2 separate regions of the Oryctolagus cuniculus genome follow, and region 1 is linked to region 2. A link is a contact called in public Micro-C data. All regions are on one chromosome and are shown on one strand. The core of a region is the stretch at or near the end of the contact, and the rest is flanking DNA. Distances in the headings are between cores, read along the strand shown.

Region 1 (4,655 bases), core at 1,209-3,708, 43 kb after region 2:
GCTGCCCAGAGAGATTGTGGGTCTGCCACCCCTCTGGGAGCCCGGGAGCCAGGGAGCCAGGCCCACCTGCAGCTTCTTCCTCAGGCTGGCCACCCTCCCTTTCCTCTCTGGGCTCCTCCCCTACAACCTCTTCCCCCAGGCAGGGCTTCCTGAAGGTTCCAGAGTTTGAAATGTGTGCTGTGACCACTCGGTGTCAGGCGGCGTGGCCCCTCTAGAGAGTTACCGTTTCTGTTACTGTAAGCAGCATAGCTGGACCCTGAATGATCCTGTCAGATTTTAGCTTGTTTGTAAGGACCTGTTGTCCCTCTCCAGGTGTGTGTGTGTGTTTGTGTGTGTGTAGAGGCCAGTGCATGGGGTCCCTCTCCGGGGGTGGGGGGTGGGATGTGTGTGTGTGTGTGTGTGTAGAGGCAGTGCACGGGGTCCCTTTCTGGGGGGTGGGGGGTGGTGTGTGTGTGTGTGTGTGTAGAGGCCAGTGCAAGGGGATCCCTCTCTGGGGGATAGGGGGTGGTGTGTGTGTGTGTGTGTGTGTAGAGGCCAGTGCAAGGGGATCCCTCTCTGGGGCGTGGGGGGTAGTGTGTGTGTGTATGTAGAGGCCAGTGCACGGGGTACCTCTCTGGGGGGTGGGGGGTGGGGTGTGTGTGTACGTGTGTGTGTGTAGAGGCCAGTGCAAGGGGGTCCCTCTCTGGGGCTGTGGGGGTTGATGTGTGTGTGCGTGTGTGTATAGAGGCCAGTGCAGCACAGGGGTCCTTCTCTGGGGGTGGGGGGTAGTGTGTGTGTGTATGTAGAGGCCAGTGCAAAGGGGTCCCTCTCCGGGGGTGGGGGTAGTGTGTGTGTGTAGAGGCAGTGCACGGGGTCCCTTTCTGGGGGGTGGGGGGTGGTGTGTGTGTGTGTGTGTGTGTGTAGAGGCCAGTGCAAGGGGATCCCTCTCTGGGGGATAGGGGGTGGTGTGTGTGTGTGTGTGTGTGTGTGTAGAGGCCAGTGCAAGGGGATCCCTCTCTGGGGCGTGGGGGGTAGTGTGTGTGTGTATGTAGAGGCCAGTGCAAAGGGGTCCCTCTCTGGGGGGTAGGGGGTGGTGTGTGTGTGTGTGTATGTAGAGGCCAGTGCACGGGGTACCTCTCTGGGGGGTGGGGGGTGGTGTGTGTGTGTGTGTGTGTGTGTGTGTGTGTAGAGGCCAGTGCAAGGGGGTCCCTCTCTGGGGCTGTGGGGGTTGATGTGTGTGTGTGTGTGTGTAGAGGTCAGGGCAAAGGGGTCCCTCTCTGGGGGTGGGGTGTGTGTTTGAGTGTGCACTGAGAGGGGTCCCCTGGCCCCAGCATCTGGGTGCCATCTTGGCATCGGCCAGTCTGTACAGGTGGACATGGGCCATTGTACAGTGGGGACACTGAGTCTCGGCAGTGAGGCAACTTCCCACGGGGACTGGTGAGTCTTAGAGCTGGGCAAGGAAGCTTTCCTGGAGCCAGCTTGCTGCTGGCCTGGCCCTGCTGGTCCATGCTAACACTCCAGGTATCCAGTGCACACCTCCGGTGCCTCATGGGTAGAGCTGGGCAGTCCCCACATCCCTGCCTTATCTTTGGGCTGGAGCTGGCCAAGTCCAGGGCCAAACTGTGTCTTACCCTAGCCAGCCCACTTTTCTCACTGAGTCTTTGTGTTTGGTTTGAAAATTCAAATAAACAACCCCACCTAGCTTAAACCACACTGAGGTGTTGTGCACCCGGTCCTGCCAAAACCCAGGGGGAGGGGCAGACAGGAAATTGTGGCCTGAGCTTGGCTTTCCTTTTACCCCAGGAGAAGGTTAGCACTCCAGATGTGTAGGAGCAGTGCCGGTGGTGTTGACATGGTGCTGGCGTGGCACTGGCATGGAGCTGGGCCCTTGGTCTGACAGGGACCTGCGTGTGCGGCTTCCCGCCTCATCCTTCCTGGGTGGTTGATTTCTCCTGCACAGCTGCCCCTTCTCCCAGGACACTTGCTGGGGCACGGTCGGGGTGATGTGTGACAGTTCTGGGGGCTGGGCCCCCGGAGGGGGTTCCACAGTTTAAGAGAGCTGCTAAGGAGCCATGAAGGTTTCTCTCCTGTCCCTGCCTGGTGCTGGGAGGATGGCAGCAGGCTCACAGAGTCCGAGGTTTGCTCCGGCTCAGAACAGGCTGCAGGCTGTCCCAAGCAGGAGTGGCCAGTTATCCTTGGACACGGGCGGTGCAGGCCCCGACTCCCCCCCAGCCCACACCCTCCCCGTCGTACAGTGTTGTTCAGAGGAATTCCGACCCAGCTGTCAGAACTCAGGGCACACAACACATTCTGGAGCCGTGGGGAACTGTCCTGAAGGAGGCTGGCTCCTTTCAGAGAGCCGGTGCTCGGTGCTCGGCCGGGCACTGGGCCTCGTCTCACGCAGGCCAGGCCTCTCTGCTCTCAGCTTTCGGCTCCTCCCTCTACCAAGGCTGCCCCCACTGCTGGGAAGTGGACATTTTTGCTGGAGCCAGCCCTGCCTGTCTTCTCCAGGCTGGCCGTTGCTCGTCGTCACGAGACCAGCAGCGGGTGTGGCGGGGCCGGGGCAGCCACTGGCAGATGCAGGGAAGTGACTCCCGCCCGCCCTTGGCCGACTTCCCCTCGGCGCAGCCCCGCTCTGTTCTCTGCGAGAAGCTGCTGCCTCCTCCCTCGGGAAGGTTCACTTGAGTCTGTGGAGCTTCATCTGAGCGTCTTCAGTAACCACCGGCAAGGAGCGGCTCGGGAGAGGCCTGGTTCTCGGAGGCGGCTCGCTCTTCCTCTCTTTGCAGCGGGTTCTGGACCCCCGTAGCTGGGAGGGGCTGCCTGGCTGGGCATTAATCACGCTTCTGGCACGCTGACCGCAGCCTGGACAAGGCTGTGCCTGTGTGCAGACACCACGGGGCTGGCTGCTAACGGAAGGGGAAGTGCCCAGGGCTGTGTGTCCCCGAGTCCAGCAGAAGGAAGACATTGTCTGCACAGGCCGTGGGAGGCACGGCCCCACGCTCAGCCGGTTTCCTCTTCCTTTAAAAGAACTCAGGCAGGGACAGGCGCTCCTGCTGATGTGAGGAGGGCAGGCAGCTCTCCCTGCCCGACCCTAGGGTGTGGTCCACCCCACCACATGGCCCTGGACTCTGCTGCACATCCAGTGGTTACACCAGGGCCACTTCCTGCCAGTCCTCCTGGCCACCGGTCCTGCCGCGTTCTGCCTGAGAGCTGATGTGGCCAAGGCTCTGGATCTGTCCTGTCTCAGGCATTGTGTTCCAGGGAGCCCAATTCAGAATTGCTGGTCACACATCTTACATGCCACTGATGACAAAGCTGTTAACAAATATGTGGTGTTTTAGTTAAAAAAGGTGTTCTTTGTATGTTGTGAATTAGTGACATTAACAATTCGCAACACAAATTCAGAATTCCCAAGTGGATTAATATCCTGAGTATAAGAATATGAAAAGAGGGATGCTGTAGTAGAAAATAAGCCAAGGGCATTTCAAGAGAAGGTGAAATTCTAACAAGCTTATAAATTTACACTTGGGATGCCAGCATCCCACAGTGCAATGCCTGGGTTCAAGTCTCGGCTCTTCCCTATTCTAGCTCCCTGCTAATATTGACCCTGGGACACAGCGTGGTGGCTCAAGCAGCTGGGTCCCTGCTACCCGCATGGGAGACCCGAATGGAGTTCCCAGCCCAAGCTTCAGCTGGCCCAGTACTGGCTATTCTGGGCATTTAGGGAGGGAACCATGGTTGGAAGATCTCTCTCTGCCTTTGAAACAGGTAATAGTGATAAATAAAATTTGCACATTGATGTCGGATACCCAACCTCAGCAGGATTTCAAAAACTTTGAATTAAATAGTTTTTTTTTGCAATGAATTTTTCAAAGTTTAAAAGTTTTCACAAGACCGAGTGTGTATGGGGTGCCAGTAGGTCAGTAGTCAGAGCTTGGCTGAGGCCTTACATGGTGGGCTCTTCCCCCATAAGCAGCACCCCTGGGGGTCTCCTCTGGGAGTGGTCAGTCGGCTGCACCCACAAGGACGTTCGTTCCAGGGTGGTTTGTGCCTGTGGAAGGTGGGAGCGGCAGGGGTCTGTGTCGTTGGCGTGTTTTGATGTAGTCTGATGTGGGATGGACAAGCTGACTGAAGGCAGGGTGCGTTCTGCGATCCCACTTGCATTTTGAAAGACAGGTGTGCGTATCTACACGAACACCTGTTTCTTCTTGTACGTGGCTGCCATAGGAAAAGCAGGTGGGGGGGTGGGGGAGGGCGCGTGTCCTCTGCATTCCTTCCTGACTTCTCTGTGTGTCTGCGAGATGTTTTGGTTTTTAGACAGTAGCCTTGGCTGTGTAGCTGCTCTACCTTGTCATGTGCTGTGGCTTTACTGTGCTGCTCTCAGGGTGGGAATGTCACCTCCCCCTTACCCTTCCTGGCCTGCATCCCACGGGGGGTGCCGTGCTTTCTGTGGAACGTGCACACTGGGAGGGAACGGCTGGGTCTCATGGGCACCACGAGGAGTGCTGCTGTGTGCGGCACGGCCACAAGCTTCCACAGTGCTCCGGGCTGTGCCTCCCCCACCCCCTCATGGCCGCAGCTCCTCTTCCTCCTCCTCCTCACAGATGCGTGCATGGGCTTTGTCAGCCATCTCCATGGGTCTGATCTTGCCTTTACGACTGAAGCTTCCTCCTCGA
Region 2 (4,685 bases), core at 1,462-3,961:
GGAGGGTGGGAAGTGAGGCCTCCCACACCCAAGAAGATGAGGACTAGATCCTGGCGCACCCCACATCTCCTGAGTCAGGCTGGCAACTGGGCTTGCTGACCCCGAGCACTGGTCCGTAGACTCTCACAGCATCACCAGGACCTGGAGCACCTAAGGGGCCCCACTGGCCTCTCTCAGCACCCAGCGCCACACGACTTACTCCTTCTGGGCTCCTACAGACTTCCCTCGCAGCGCTGACTCCCAAGTGCCCGAACAAATTGCATCTGACATGATGGCTTGATGTGGCATCTCCAACATTTCTGTGAAACGTGTGTGGGAAACCACTAAATTCACTCAACAAACATCCATTGCTTATTTTCTATGTTCCAGGTGGTTGTGAGCTGAAAATACCCTTTCCTAACTTGTTGAATATTCCTTCTAAAAATCTCTAAAAAGTTTCTTGTCTTGCTCAGTTGGCTAAAATATCATCGTTTTTGAACAACCGATGCCTGCCTTTTGTGGGACACACGTACCTTGCCTGGATTGTACGTACTATTGAGCTGGAAGGCAGCCAAGGCACTCAGAGCTGAGCTTATGTCTACTGGTGGGGGGGGGGCTTTCTCATTATAGATTTTTTTAAAGGTTTATTTATTTATTTGAAAGTGTTACAGAGAGAGTTAGACACACACACACACACACACACACAGGGGACAGAGAGGGAGAGAGAGAGAGAATTTTCCATCCGCTGGTTCACTCCCCAAATGGCTACAATGGCCGGAACTGGGCCAATCTGAAGCCAGGATCCAGGAGCTTCTTCCGGGTCTCCCACATGGGTGCAGGGACCCAAGCACTTGGGCCATCTTCTACTACTTTCCCAGGCCACAGCAGAGAGCTGGATTGGAAGTGGAGCAGCCGAGACTCGAACCGGCGCCCATATGGGATGCTGGTACTGCAGGCCTGGGCTTTAATCTGCTGCACCACAGTGCAGGCCCCTCATTGTAGATGCTTGATACCAAGACTGCTTCCTTCAGTGCTTACTTTGTACCCTTTAAAATTAATCTGCTGTGCACTGGCCATTCATTTTATGCTGCTGCGATTCTTTGAAAGCAGACTGGTCGGGTGGAAATAATAACTGATCTAATAACGCTGTTTTGGCAATTACCAGATGGCGCCTTGCCGATGAGCTGGTTCTCAAGGGTGTTTGGCTGAGGACTCCATCTTGGGGCCAGCACTGTGGCACAGCAGGTGAGGCTGTCACCTGCGGCACTGGCATCCCATATTGGAGTGCTGGTTCGAGTCCTGTTGCCATCCAGCTCCCTGCTGAAGCTTCTGGGAAGGCAGCAGATGATGGACCAAGCACTTGGGCCCCTGCACTTGGGAGAGCAGGATGGAGCTCCTGGCTCCTGGCTTCAGCCTGGGCTAGCTCTGAACCAGTAAATACACCTCTCTTTCCTCTCTCTCTCTCTCTGCCTTTCAAACAAGCGAACAAGTAAGATTACATCCCAGAGAGCAAACGTAACCCTGAGTTACGGAAACACTGGAGATGCCATTGTTGTCACCTTTCGCTGTAGTCCCCCCCTACTTTCCTGTTTATTATCAGGGTTCTAAGGGAATATGTTCTAATAAAGAAACCCAGTGACCAACACGAACGGCACGCTGGTGGCCCAAGGAGCTAGGCTTTGCTGAGGAAGGATCTTGGGTATGGAGGGAATGGGAGGCCCTGCCCTGGAGCTGCCTCTGACGCACTGCCGAAGCGCAGGCACTGGCAGCAGGAGGCCAGCACCTGTTCCACCTGCCCTGGCACCCGGAGCCCAGCACAGACCTCTTCTCTGGGGAGCAGGGCCGCTCAGTTCTAACGGTGTGGCGGGGATGACCCGAACGCTAGATCTGGGGTGAGCTGTGACCCCAGCCTGACCCTATCCCGTTGTGTGGGTGGGTTCAGGAAGGCGCACATGTGCTCTGGGCTAGGCCTTGAGGGCAGCTGTGGGTCTCTGCTCCCAGCGTGGCAGCACCCGGGTCCTGGGCCATGGGCCGGAGCAGCTGACCTGTGCCGCAGAAGCGCCGGTGGCATCGGGAGGTGGTCGCTGTAGGCCGTTGGACACCCGTGGAGGGCACCCCCCAGCTCCTGGTGGGCACCTCCCTACCGCGGTCAGGAGCCATGAGTCCCAGAGAGGAGGGGGCGTGGAGGTCAGCCTGGTCACTGGGGTTGGGGGTGGGGAGGAGACGCGGAGAGGAAGGGGCTGCCCCTGCCGCACCAGGGAGGCTGGGGCTCCCTGTGGGCCGCCCAAGGGCCCCGGTTCCCCCTCGACCCCCGCAGGTCGTTGGCTCTTGCTTGGGGTTTGCCTCTCCGGCAGTTGAGGTTGGGCCCGGGGCTTTCCCTTCCCGGTTTGATGTTTTAATTTCTCTTCTTCCAGAAGCCTCGCGGATGTCAACAGCGGGTCTGGGCCCCGGGCGACCTCCGTTGCTCTCTTCCGCCCGGAGGGTCTCCGAGCCGGGTGGGCCAAGGCCGCCTCAGGTCGCCCCGCCTGGCCAGGCGGGTCCCCAGCGATCCCGCCTCTTAGGCCCACCCGCCCCCAGAGCCGGGACCAATGGGAAGCTGCGGCTGGGATGTGGGCGGAGTCTCTCAAACCCCGCCCCCCAGGAAATCGGCCAATGCGGAGCAGGGCCAGGGCCGTGGGCGGAGCCCCAGTCCTCGCCGCGGCCCTCAGCCAATGGGTGGACGTGTGGGCGGTGCCGGCGGCTGGGTCTGGGAGGCCGCAAAGCGCGACGGAGCGCGGAACGCGGGGCGCTGAGCGCGGCGCGGGCGCTGGGCCGGCGGCTCCCAGGCGCAGCATGGCGGTGGAGGAAGAGGGGTTACGCGTCTTCCAGAGCGTGAGGATCAAGATCGGTGAGTGCCCGCGGCAGCCGCCCAGGGAGCCGACCCTGCGCAGCTTTCGGCCGGTGGGTCCGCCGCGGAGGCGCCCTCCTGACTGCGCGCTCCCGGAGAGCCGAGCGGCCAGTGCCGCGTCCCCCACCTCGCCGGGGCCGGGCGGGTTCCTCCACGCCGGGGCGGGGGTCGCCTGTCAGGGGGCGTGCCTGCCCGTGTGTGGAGTGTGTGCAGGGTGTGTGTCTCTGTGTGTGCACGTGCATGCGCGAGCATGGGCCTGGCTGGACAACTGCACTGCAGGGGTCAAATTCACTGGGTTGGGGTCTCGCGTCTCCCCTTGCCACTTGGCCCGGAAGCTTCCTTTCTGGGGGCTGTGGATGCGCCGCTCCATCTTTGCGTGGGCGGGCGGCTGGCTGCTGTGTGTGTGTGTGTGTGTGTGTGTGCGCGCGCGCGCGCGCGTGTGGTGATGTAGCCTCTGGCTGACAGCCTGGAGCTGGCCTGACAGCCACCTAAACCGCCAGCACCTCCCCCCTTCCATTGAGAGCCGACCGTGGGAGCTCACAGTCACAGGGCCTGCCATTCAGGACCAGCTTTTCTCTGGGCAGCAGGAGTGCGGAGGGAATGACCAGGGAACCCAGAGTGGGCTGGGAGGAGCATGCGGAGGGCCGGCTCTGGACTTCCTGCTTCTATCTGGAGAGGCTCCCGCCGTTGTTTTGCCTTGGGACAGTGATAGCTCCCCCAGCCCCCAAACCCGGTGGTCTCCTGGAGTGACATCGATGAGGGGTGGGATGGGGTTCTCAGGACCGACCCAGAGTGTCCCGTCCTGGTGCCTGGAGGTCCTTCTGCCCCACTGCCCTGTGCTCCACATCCTGATCTATTCCCATGGGGGGAAGGGCCGCCAGGAGCTGTGCCAGGCACCAGTGACATTCGATGCTGCCCGAGGGATTCCAGCCACACGAATCAGTGTGTTTCCTGTCTGCTTTATTTGGTGCACAGATCATCGCGGGGTCGCTGTTTTGATCCTTGGCCCAGGGCACTGCAGATAGGAAGTGGCGGCCTGTGAGCTGTGATGGGAGCAGGAAGGGACCTCTGCTCACAGGGGAGCTGATGGGCGTCTGAGCGCGTGGGCAGGGCAGAGGCCAGTCCTGGGTCAGTTCTTTTGCTCAGTGAGTGGGCCCAGTGGATTGTGGGGGCTGCTGTGTCTCCTCACCCTCGGGGAGCGGGAGCGGTTCTGGGGAGATGGTGACTGGGGAAGGCGCCTGCCCTTCAGCCTCAGCCTCAAGGAAGGATTCCCATGCAGAGTTCAACAGAAGATTCACTTCTTTCCAGAATGTCCAGGGCGCAGCTTTGCTGGCCTGCCGTGCTGTTTGTGGGAGAAGCTGCCTGATTGGGCTGCCTCCCCCTCCCCACTGTGCACACTTTGAAAAGCTGTGAAATCCCCACACAGTGGAAGCTTAACCCAGTGCCCAGCGACTGGGGTGTTGGTTGCCTCTTGTCCCATGTGGGCACTGGGTGTCACTTGGTCCTCTGGTGTCCCTTGCCCCTTGTGTCTGGGAGCAGCAGCTGTGAGCCCTGGCAGCAGTGCACATGCACCTGCCCCTCTCTCCCCCTGCGAGGCTGGCTACAGGAGGGGTGTCTGTGTCTCGCTAGGGGGCAGGGGTGCGTGGGGAGCACAGCTGTGCATGCAGAGGTGAGGCACATCCCCAAGTTTGAGGCAGAAATGGTTGGAGGTGTGTTGCTGAGAGGAGGCCTGGGCCGAGGACTCTGCTGGCAGGCTGGGTGGGCTGGGCTTAGCCTTGTTTGGCACTCCCACTGGCAGAAGTCCCCCCACCCTTGGGAA

The links. A called contact is a pair of places that touch in the nucleus more often than the background predicts.
Region 1: a contact with region 2 is called in a Micro-C map of ear pinna, with 2.7 times the contacts expected there. The contact joins the enhancer-like site here to the promoter of RASA3 in region 2. A contact is called at or near these places in 2 of 6 Hi-C or Micro-C datasets (ear pinna and an unstated tissue).

Annotation. Positions count from the first base shown.
Region 1 is chr9:223,618-228,272 of mOryCun1.1, forward strand. The region is part of intron 2 of RASA3 (RAS p21 protein activator 3); the gene reads left to right. Among named protein-coding and RNA genes, the nearest start is that of RASA3, 43 kb to the left of the region's middle. Within about 2 kb of position 2,459, at least 6 of the 8 cell types and tissues checked have an H3K27ac peak or open chromatin away from gene starts, as enhancers often do. A contact at or near this core is called in ear pinna, where this site is marked.
Region 2 is chr9:180,544-185,228 of mOryCun1.1, forward strand. It overlaps RASA3 (RAS p21 protein activator 3), which reads left to right and starts at 2,712. Exons shown (of 24, transcript XM_070048523.1): 1 at 2,712-2,866.